Regions from separate parts of the Drosophila melanogaster genome. Here region 1 is linked to region 2. A link is a contact called in public Hi-C data. All regions are on one chromosome and are shown on one strand. Each heading gives the region's core, a stretch centred on a gene start, on an enhancer-like site or on the middle of the called end of the contact. The rest is flanking DNA. Distances are from core to core; before and after follow the strand shown.

What was found. Hi-C and Micro-C count contacts between places; a contact is called where the count stands out from the background.
Region 1: a contact with region 2 is called in a Hi-C map of the Kc167 cell line, with 2.5 times the contacts expected there. The contact joins the promoter of CG10011 here to the promoter of mIF2 in region 2. A contact is called at or near these places in 13 of 107 Hi-C or Micro-C datasets (the Clone 8 cell line, the Kc167 cell line, the OSC cell line and 7 more) and 3 of 6 datasets of contacts at active chromatin or transcription factors (the Kc167 cell line and the S2 cell line).

What each region holds. Positions count from the first base shown.
Region 1 is chr3R:28,631,722-28,637,118 of dm6, reverse strand. CG10011 reads left to right here and starts at 2,020. Exons shown (of 6, transcript NM_143367.3): 1 at 2,020-2,743. It overlaps CG9988, which reads right to left and starts at 708. Exons shown (of 3, transcript NM_143368.3): 1 at 239-708; 2 at 1-178. The coding sequence starts at 696.
Region 2 is chr3R:28,542,697-28,548,092 of dm6, reverse strand. mIF2 (mitochondrial translation initiation factor 2) reads left to right here and starts at 3,276. Exons shown (of 5, transcript NM_143364.3): 1 at 3,276-3,514; 2 at 3,617-3,737; 3 at 3,806-4,374; 4 at 4,429-4,848; 5 at 4,914-5,396. The coding sequence starts at 3,368.

The sequences.
Region 1 (5,397 bases), core at 771-3,270, 90 kb before region 2:
TGGCTTCCTCTTGGACGGTTTCAGCGAGAGTCCTTTGGGTGGTGGCCTGTATTGAATGAGGTTATACGCATCGCTCTGCAAAATATCCGACTCGTTGCCAAGACGATGGCAGGTCAAGATCAGGCCCTCAACATGGAGCGGCACCTCGTAGTTCTGAGAGAAGTATTTTCGCTCCATCCTGAAAAGTATGAAATTAATAGGGAGTTGGTTCTAAGCAACAAATCAAGCAAGATATTACTTATCATAACTGTCGTGCTTACGGTCCCGCGTTATCTCCTGATAATAGCAATTGTACTCCCCCCCATTGGAGTTGAGAATAATGGAGGCTAACGACTCATTGATGAAGAGTACATATCGCTGCCGACTGATGTCATAGATCGGAGTAACCAGGGCGGTTTCGTTTGAGCAGGTCTCAAAATGCTCGGGGTGGAAAATGGCCATTGCATCTGAGGCGAAGGGATCAACATACGGGATCTTGCACTTGGCGGACTCCACAAAATATGCGGGCCGGACTACATCCTGTACATTTCGATCTTCTTCAGCAGGAGGAATGTCGGAATTTGTGTCATCCGATCCTGTGACTTCTGAAACTCTGGGCTTAGTATTTGCATTTTGGGTTTTGATGCCGAGAATTACGATTATTGCAATTAGGCAGAAGCAGAGCCATTTATGAATTGGTTTTAATAGGGTTATCATGACTGTTTAGCAGCCAACGATAGCTACACACAAACTGTTCAGACCATCCGGAATGTCTTGCCATTAAGAGAGCCGTTATATTCTCTTATCGCTATACCGTTAAGGAAATTAAATATGTTTCAATTTTTTAAAACAACTTTTAAGGTACGGAAACGTTAATTTATTAATTGGTGAATGCTGCCAGTGAAAGTAAGAACGCTACATTTCATTATTTTTCTGGCATATCGATAGATATTGGAGACTACATATAATGAGAAAAATGGGAGGTTTTTGGTGTTAGAGTGGCAAGAAGTTTTTTTTATCAAACCGATGGAAATTATGAAAAGTTTTTTTTTATCAAGCCGATAGAAATTATAAAAGATTATATAGTCGGATTATGTAGTGTTACTTAGTTTTCAACGAATCTAGTATATCATTACTCCGTTATTCCTAAGACGGCGGCTGCTGCTGTGCATCCTATGCACTTCTATGTCGCCTGGATGTGACGCCATACAACAGACGGTAACACCAAGCTGATCGAGTGTGGATCGGCAGATAAAGCTGACGGGAATCTATGATAAGATTCGGGCCCCCACATCTTAAACAAAAAAAATAACTCCTAGATGGCGACACCATCACCATACGACATTCGGTCAACTACAAGCGAATATATTTTATATTTTACACTATCTTTACTACGCTTTCAAAGAACTCTGTGATTTAAGCGATATGCTTCTGTACAAATTTTTACAATCACTGCTAGAATTTAAGCCCTACACCTGGTTAGTCAAATAAAATATGGAGTGTGTCATTGCTAAAACGGGAAACATTGGGGAAATTCTGTTTAAATGTAGATACATACAAAAAAACTGAATATTACGAACTACATTTAATACAAATCTACAATTTGTCAACATTAATGTCCAAATACGAAAAAAAAGTCGTTGTTTATAAGATAATTTAAGATAAGATAATTTATAATTTATAAGATTCAAAATAACTTAGCTTAACTTTTTCAAACAGCGAATGAAACCACCTTAGCCGAGTTGCCCTTCGCCTAGCGGAGTTCGACACCAACCATAGAGCACTGCTTACACAGGAGACTATTTATAAAATGATCGCACCCCGGGATATTTATTCTTTTTCTTTGCATTTAATTAGAATATTGAAACACATTTTAAACCTAAATAAAGAAGTGTGACATCTTGCTTAGTGGCCCAGTGCAAACGGTTATCGATAGCTCGCAGTAGTGTGAATACTCTGCGAACGCGATTTTGAGCTCGGGAGAATATCTGGATTTTTTAGGGCATTCAGTTGCGCATTTGGGGGATTTTCGTTATAACTGCAGCAAACACCCTGCGCGTTTCGATTCGATTGGTTCTTGAAATGGTAAAATGCGGCTGGGCCGTCGAAAAAATTGAGAAAAATAAATCGCGTCGAGTGTGGGACGCGAACGGAATCGCTGTGAAAATACCGAGTTAAATGTGCGTGATCGAAACTTTCCTCCGAAAAGGATCTGCAATCGAAACGGAAGGGAAAACGCAGAGCAAGACATCCTTGCCCACGCAGGATAGCTGTGTGAAGAAGACGCGACGATAGGCCAAGAGGGAGGGGGAGCACAAACAGGATAAGCAGTGGCAGAAGAAGAAGCAGAAGGCGGAGCCGCATCTGCCGCAGTCAAAACAAGAGAGGAAGTGGAACAAAAGCGAGATAAAAGTGCATTCAGCTGGGGGAAATGTGAAATGTGAACGATGTTGCAACGTCGCGCTGCTTGCATCGCCAAGTAAAAGCAGAGTCAGAGGAAAAGCAAAACCAAAGCAAAGCCAGAACAAACAAAATACACAAAGTGAGAGAGGAGAGAAAGAGAGCGGTAGTGTTTGGTGTATCTGTGTGTAGTGCGTTCGCGTGTGCGCTTGTGTGTGTGCGTGTTACTTTGCTCACAACAAATTATCGTTTAATTTGCTTCGATTTTGCGACAACAACAAGCAGTGCGAAAGGGGATGTCCTTTCCACCACCACCACTATCACCACCGCCTGCTCCCTAAGGTCATAGGTCACCAGCCAGGAGGTGAGTAAATCAAGTTGTTTGAATTTTGTTACCCAAAACTCTTTTGCACCTAACGATAACAAACTGAAAGCCGCGTAGGAAACGAATGCCAAATTTAACCAAAATAATAAAACACGTTTGCCAACGCCAGCAGCGGCGACAACAACAGCAACAACCCATGTCCAATTAAAGTTGCAGTAGGGAAAAAAAGAATGAAAAAAAAAAACCGGCATGCCGGCTGCTGCAATTCAGAGCTGCTCAAAGTTAAACGAGCCAAGTAACAGCAGAAACAACAAAAACCGCACACCAGCCACAGTGGAACCTTACAAAGTCGTCTTAAAACCTTAGATCGTATCCAAAAGTTACACCTTTACATCTGAAGATACATCCTGAGATTAGTATATATCTGGAAAAACAATTTGGCTTTCAAAAAACATTAGAAAAGAAAATTCTGTTAAAATTTGTAATTGGGTAATGCATATTCGAAAACTTTTTCTCAGTTCTTAACTTAGTTAAGTCAGATTATTTTTTATTTAATCTCAAAACAGCTCGGGTTACACAGGTACCACTGTGCAAAGGGTACACAAATCGCGTGAGTGGTTGGTGCCTCTTTGTGGGTGTGAGTGTGTTTTGGTTAGCAATACTACACCAACTCGCGGCGCACTTTAAATATTTTGCCCAACTACACAGAGAATTGTGCTTGGGCTGCGGTTTTTTCTGAGCCGCCAACTTTTTGAAATGAAAATAATCATAATCAAGGGCTGGGCGCAGAAGTGGGAGGCTTTCAACAATGCCACACCCACTCGAATCCCCCAGCACAAACAGTTACTTCGTTTTTTTTTTCTCTTTTTCTCTGGAAAGCCAGAATGTATGAATGAGTTAATCAGAGAGCAGAGGCAAAGCGCCAAAAGGCAACAGTCAGCAGACGCATCGTCTGCCCGGCTCACTGGCTGGCATCGCCATCATCAGCAAACAGCCAAACAACACACAAAACGCAAAAAACAATTGCACTAAAGTTTCACTAGAATCTGCAATGAATCAGAAGGGAAAACCAGGAAGAGGGGCAAGCTGAAAGTGCTGGCTATAAACTGTAAACGTAATACCCTATTTCAGTTCGGAGTTATACATCCATGTCAATTATTACAGTATCCTAAAGATACAACAGTCATAGGGATAGCTTTATACCGTGATGATTGTAATAAGAGCGAGAATAGAAAGTACCAAAGCAAACAAATTAGAAACAGGTAGTATTATATTGCATAAGCTCATGCCTAGAGTTCGTTCCAGCTAAGTGACCCATTCGGTTCGGAGTGTATCAAATGCCATGACAAAGATTCCGACGATGAGTCTGCTGTAAATTGCGATGGCATTCTGCGCTTAACGGGTTTTTTGTTTGTTACATTTTTCGACATTTGCGCCATTGACGTAATTGTTAGACCCGGCCCAGACACACTACTCAACTGAACCGTCAGCAGTCCGTCTGACACCGCCACTCCAGAGATCCCGAGCTGCAGTATAACCATTCCCAGAGTTCCCAGCGCCATGGCCATTTGAATACCCATTTCCATTTCCATTTGGAACCGTCGCTCCCGTCTGCGCCTTTTTCAAGCTCAAGAGCAAAGTCGGCTTTGCCTTGGTCTTTTCATGAATTTGCATTTGCGGCGACCGGGAAAATGCTTGTATTTTCAGCGGGTATTTTTCATAATTTTCTGCTCGCGCTCTCCGATTTTTCCAGCACATTTTTCCTTTTGGCTCGCCCGGCCCGGCGCACGGTTCGTTGCACTTTTGTCAAGCTTTTGGCAAAGTTTTCGGCTGAATTTTCGTGTTATTGTCGGAATCGCATAGAAGAAATGAATGGTCTGATAAATACTGGATGCCTAGTAAGCCGAGCAGACCAAACAGCGCACCAAACCGCCGCTGACTGCCAATTTTGGCGGACCACAAGCAATTAAAATTTAATTTGCCCAAAACCTCGAGCACATAAACCGCAGTATTAAAATTTAACAACGCAGCAGGTCCTGCGGCCAAACTGCCTACTGACTGGGGCCCACTTTAGAGCCCAACACTTTGGATCCCAGATCCCAGCACAAATTAATTGAATTGAGACACATTTGCGAGTGGCCGCAGAAAAGAGAAATTATTTCGGGAACGATTCCTGTGGGCGGCGTTGGCACATCAAATACATTTATAATTTTATTAGGCGACTTTTACCCATTCGCCAGAATGACGGGGAAATGAAAGGTCCTTGGCAGTTAATGTACCGAACTCACGCACTCCATGACAAGCGCAGAGGGTACACTGAGAACAATAATTGAAATGCCTTTCCTTTACAATATCTATTTGTTATTGGAAGTTTCTTAAATGCCCTCTTATCTTGGGTCTTTAAGTGTCAGGCACAGGAAACTTTGTAAAGGATACAACGACTTGTTTTTCTGAGTGTACGGTCAAGTCAAACTGAGTCATTCCCATTCAACGTGAGATGCGCTGAGGAGTGTGAGGCGCCTCCTACGATCGACCATAAAACTGTTTGTGTTTGACTGTCGCGCAACCTTGTAGCAGAGTGTATTGTTTATGTGCCGGCAACACGCTGAGGTTCCGGCAAATCCAGCTCCATCCTCGGCTCTTGTCCCACTGTGCGGGTGTGTGCTAATGACGCCGCACTTAACCCATGTTAC
Region 2 (5,396 bases), core at 2,027-4,526:
TTCCGGGAGTACCAACTAATTAGCTGCAATGTTCTTCAATTAAAAAGAAGCTTCGAAAATTTCCACCTTCGAGTGGTCGTAAATGGGCTTTGATTGGTCTTGCCACTTGAGGTCTGGACTTCAAATCAATTTCGAGCGAGGTAAACAGCCGGAAAAGGAACTGATGATAACTTGATAAATTAACCTAGAGTGCTTGGCCGTGTGAAAATGTGCTACTACCACTATCAACTTTCAAATCGATAAGTACATTTTCCGTTTCTTAAATATTATCAACTTGAAATGTGGAGCCTTGCAGTTGAAAGCATTTAGTGTGTTTATTAAAATTGTAAGCCATCTTCTTAAGACGGTTTGTTTTCACACCAATTGTGTTTCGATTGCTGCCAAATTCGAGGGAATCATTTGGCAATGCCTGAGTGGTCACTTAGCCCCTTTTGATTGCCCAAGAAACGAGCAGCTGAGTTATTGAAGCCGATTACATGGCTGCTGTGATTAACACCTGGCCAAAAAGTTCGCACATCTTGAGCGAGATGATAGGTGTGTGGTTTCCTATAGCCAACCAGTTGGAAACTGCGATGGTCTCAGAGTCTCTTTGTATGCCAGAGTGTGTATGTGTGTGTGTGTGTGTGTGTGTGTGTGCTGGCATTTGCACTTGTATCGGATTATGAGCATCAAACATTTTCGGCCATGTTTGTTTACTTTGCTCCGCCTCGTCGGCTTGAATGTGTGCGTGCCTGGGTGTTTCGCTCTCTTGTGCGTGTGTATCCGTATCTGTTTTTGTGGCTGTATCTTCATATGTATCTGTGAGTATCTGTATCTCAGTCGCTCTTGCGCATGTCTTATGCGCAGTTCGCCCGAAAAGTTGCCATTGCCGCGCCTCAAGCGATTGGAAGAACTGAACGAGCGACCCTCGCTTTCAGCACGCCATTTTCGCACATTCGCTGAAATTAACGAAAATCAATTTCTCAGCAAATAACCGGATCTATACATGTGAGCCTACCTGGTGTGGTGACGAAATTAAGACGCGACCAGGGCAAACACATCGGTTGGAGCTGCTTTAATGCGAAACGGATTAGCCGGCCAAAGGTGGCTCACTATTTTTGTCCAACAGCAAGCTTATGTTTGCTTACCGGTTATCTTTCTGCACCTGAAAGTCCAGCAATCTAAATTGATATCCTTAAACGAATAGATTAAGCTACAAATTTGCAAATATTTTATGCAACTTATCTGTATTAATAAAGAGAGAAATCTGTACTATTCCAATGACAACTAAAAAAATACAATTAGGAGTTACTCAAGTCTTAAAAATTTAATTTTAAATTTTAAATTCAGACATGAGGCATCTCTTGACCTTGGTCATATATAATATATACATACATAATCAATGATTTCAATCCTGACTTTATGTCTTCCTTTAGTTTTTTTGCAAGTACTGCCTAACTTAAATCCTCCATGGCTCGAACTTTAAGCCGAGCAGCTCAGGGCCAGGAAAGTTGCACGCACTTAAATCCTGGAAGCGAAGGGAAGGATGGGGTCTGTGCCTCGTCGCCTGCACCCAGGATCCTAATTACATTTTACTAGATAAATTGTAAACTTTTCCTGTGCCCGCTGCCCCCGCGCCCTGCAGCTCCATTCCGCTGGTTGCATCAGCTTCTTCCAACAGTTATATTTTGTTTGAGTTCTTTGCGTCGCTGCCGTCTTCTTGCGCTGCAAAGTAAACATAGGGTGGGTTGGGATGGTGGGGCAGTGGGAAGGTGATATGGCACCATTGCCAGGAAGGACTCGAAAGGACACCCTGTAGCAGCGTTGTACGTGCTGGTTGCGTTTGTAAGCGTATTTCCGGCAGCGGATGTCTGCAACAGCAGCAGCTCCACCGCCACCAACAAATGTTGGCTCCGGCCAAACGATTCCTGGATCGAGTCCTGAGTCCTTCGCACTTCGTCCTTAGTCCTTGGTCCTCGGTCCTTAGTTCTCAGCTCTCAGTTCTCAGCTGGCGAAAGTCAGTCAGTGCCGGTTACACATTTTCAAAAGTGCTTGGCGCTGCCACGCTTTGCCATTAGTAGTCCAAAGTTCCGAACTGAGAGTCCTGCGTCCTGCATGTGTATCTGTTGTTGTAGCTCCTGGCCAGCTCTTCAAGTCACTCCCGTATCTGTGTGCCGCATGTGTGCGTGTGTGTGTGTGTGCTGGCCCCTCACTATGCATGCGTGTGTGTAGTTTTGCGCAAATATTTGCATCTGGAATATTTGCGCGCTCCATCATAATTCAAACACAGATGCGCTGTTTGCAGAAGAGCAATCATTTTGACATGCAACTCGCTTCAAAACCGAATTAAGTGGCATTCAGCGTCAGTCACGAGAAGGGCTCGAGCCTCGAGAGCCGAGAATCCCTATTCCTATCCCCAGCCCCATCACCATTCCTATTCCATTCCTCCCAGTTTGAGCCCAGTTTGAGTTTGCAGCCCCAAATGACAGTGATTGACACTCACGCAGCCGCTTAGAAGGGCAATTTAAAGAATTTGCAACGATTTAAATAAATCATTTCAGCAGAAGCGGTAAAATAACATTTTTAGTTATGGCTCTGTAATTTAAAATAACGATTTTTAGATTTTGAACAAGGAAAACATAGCATTGCTTAATTATATTCACTATGCCTTTGTATTATTTATAGGTTGGTACTATATTAGGTTAAGAATATGACTTACTTTTTAAAAAGTTACACAGATACTTTAATTTTAGACTAGTTAATGAATGGTGCAATGTTAAAACTTTAAACTTGGAAATCAAAATCCTTTTACATACATTCTACATTTCATTTGACATTTTAATGCGTCGCCACCTTGCGGACTTATTGAGAAGTATGTGATTATCGACCCTAATCGAACACAAATGTTTAATAGTTAGTATGGCAACTCTGGTCATTTATGGTATTAGGATGACAGCTCCCGGAATGTGTAAAATTTAAAGTGGCAACTGTAGAAATGCGAAAATTACGGTGATGGTTGGAAGCATATTATTTTTAAAATTAGATATTAAAAATTTTAAAACTTAAGACCTAAGTGTGTTTTATTAACGTATTTTTTCAAAGGAAAGACATGTATAATTTTGAATTAAATTAATTTTTTCTGTGTTTCTTAAAATCTCTCTTAAGTAGTGTTATACATATTATGTTAGCAATTTTTTTTTTTTTTTGTATTTTTGTTTTCATTTTCCTGAATTGTATATTAATCTTAACACGCCCTCTAGGCGGCGAACACGATGGTTAGCGGCGCTGTAAAACAGCTGATTTGATTTCCGTCCCTGGTATCAGTCAGCTGCTGCGTTACGCGACATCTAAAACATAAACTATAAGAATATAATTTCATCTATAAAAAATGTTGCGGATCATTAATATAAGTCGACTTGGTAATACTCTCCACTTCAGCAGAGCAGTCACACAGTGGCAACTGCCACTGGCGTTTCAAAGAGAATTCCATGTGAGCGCCGCCAGGTTGAAACGCCGGAAAACAGCAGAAGAGAAGGTAGGTTTTAGAGCCACTATGCCAGTGAATCTCAAAGCCGGAAAACTTGAATCTCTTAATAATCCCCTTGATCCCAGAGGGCACACTCACTAATTGATTTAGAAATCCCCAAGAATTATAGAGTACTCCCCCAAGAAGTTTCAAACGGCGGGCGGAGGCGCCTCTGACATCTGGAGGCACATGACCGTGGCCCAACTGGCCAAGGAACTGGAAAGGTCACTGGGTAAACATTCTATTCACTGGTTATATCTTAATATATTAAAGTAATTGTGATCATCATTTATCTTCCAGATGATGTTCAAGAGGCGATGCTATATGTCAAGGGCGCTGACAATATTGAACCGGCTTTTAAGCTTGCAGACCTCAAAATCATCCAGGAGATTGCCAAGAAACTGGGTGCCAAAACACGGGTGGTGGCCACACCTGAAGAAACAAACGCAGATGAGCAGAAGGAACGCGATGTGGCACCCAGGCCGCCAGCTGCTCCAGAGCTCCTGCAGCCCCGTCCGCCTGTGGTGACAGTAATGGGTCACGTGGATCATGGCAAGACCACGCTCCTGGATTCCCTGCGAGGTGCTGATGTTGCTGCCGGCGAGGCTGGCGGGATTACCCAGCATATAGGCGCCTTTACCGTCACCTTGGAGAACGGAGAACGTGTCACTTTCCTGGATACACCAGGACATGCTGCCTTTAGCGCGATGCGAGCTCGTGGAGCTGTTGCCACGGACATTATTGTCCTTGTGGTGGCCGCAGAAGATGGCGTAATGGCGCAAACACGTGAAGTCATCCAACTGGCGAAGGAAGCTCAAGTTCCTATTATCGTAGCGCTCAACAAAATTGATAAGCCCGAGGCTAATATTGTAAGTTAGAAAACAAGTTTTTAAAAAGCACGCCTATTACCCCATTCATTTCAGGAAAAAAGTAAACGAGAGCTAGCGCAAATGGGGCTTGCTCTCGAGGAGCACGGTGGTGATGTACAAGTGATTCCGATCTCAGCCCTTAAGGGCACCAACCTCGAGCTTCTGGCCGAGGCTGTTAGCACACAGGCCACCCTAATGGGACTTAAAGCAGATCCCACTGGTCTTGTTGAGGGAATTGTAGTGGAATCAAAGACTGATCCCCGTCGTGGCAAACTATCGACAGCCATCGTCTCCCGCGGAACTCTTCGTAAAGGCTCTGTGCTGCTAAGTGGCTTAGCTCACGCCAAGGTGCGAGGTCTCTTCGATCACAATGGCCAGCCTTTGAGCGAAGCCCCACCGGGCACACCAGTGGAAATTCTGGGCTGGCGCGAGCTGCCTCTTGCTGGTGATCTCATACTCGAGGTGGAAACGGAGGTAGATTTAGTGCAGCATTTCATTTATATTCATAATACAATAATAAGTGTCATCTTTGCGATTAGAAAAAAGCCCACGCCGTGCTGAAGTACCGCGAACACGAGTCGCAGCAGGAAAAGATCGAGTCGAGCAGTGATGAAATCCGCAAGAAGGAGGAGGAGCACCAGGCCAAGTATAGAGCTGAGCGAGAAGCCCGTCGACTGGCCGGACGCTTCCGGATGCGCGGTGGCCAGCGGGTCAAACAGGTGGATGAAAACGAGGGCAAGCCTCGGGTCAGTGTCATTATCAAGGGCGATGTGCATGGCTCTGTGGAGGCCATACTTGATGTGCTGGAGACCTATAACAGCAACGAGAGCTGCCGCCTGGATATCGTTCACTATGGCGTGGGAAATGTGACCGAGGGCGATCTCGAGCTGGCCAAGGCTTTCCATGCCATTATCTATGCCTTCGCAGTGGAGACTCCCCAGCTGAAGGCTGCCAAAGAAGTGAACATACGAAGCTACAACATCATCTACCGGCTAATCGACGATCTGAAGGAGCAACTCAGC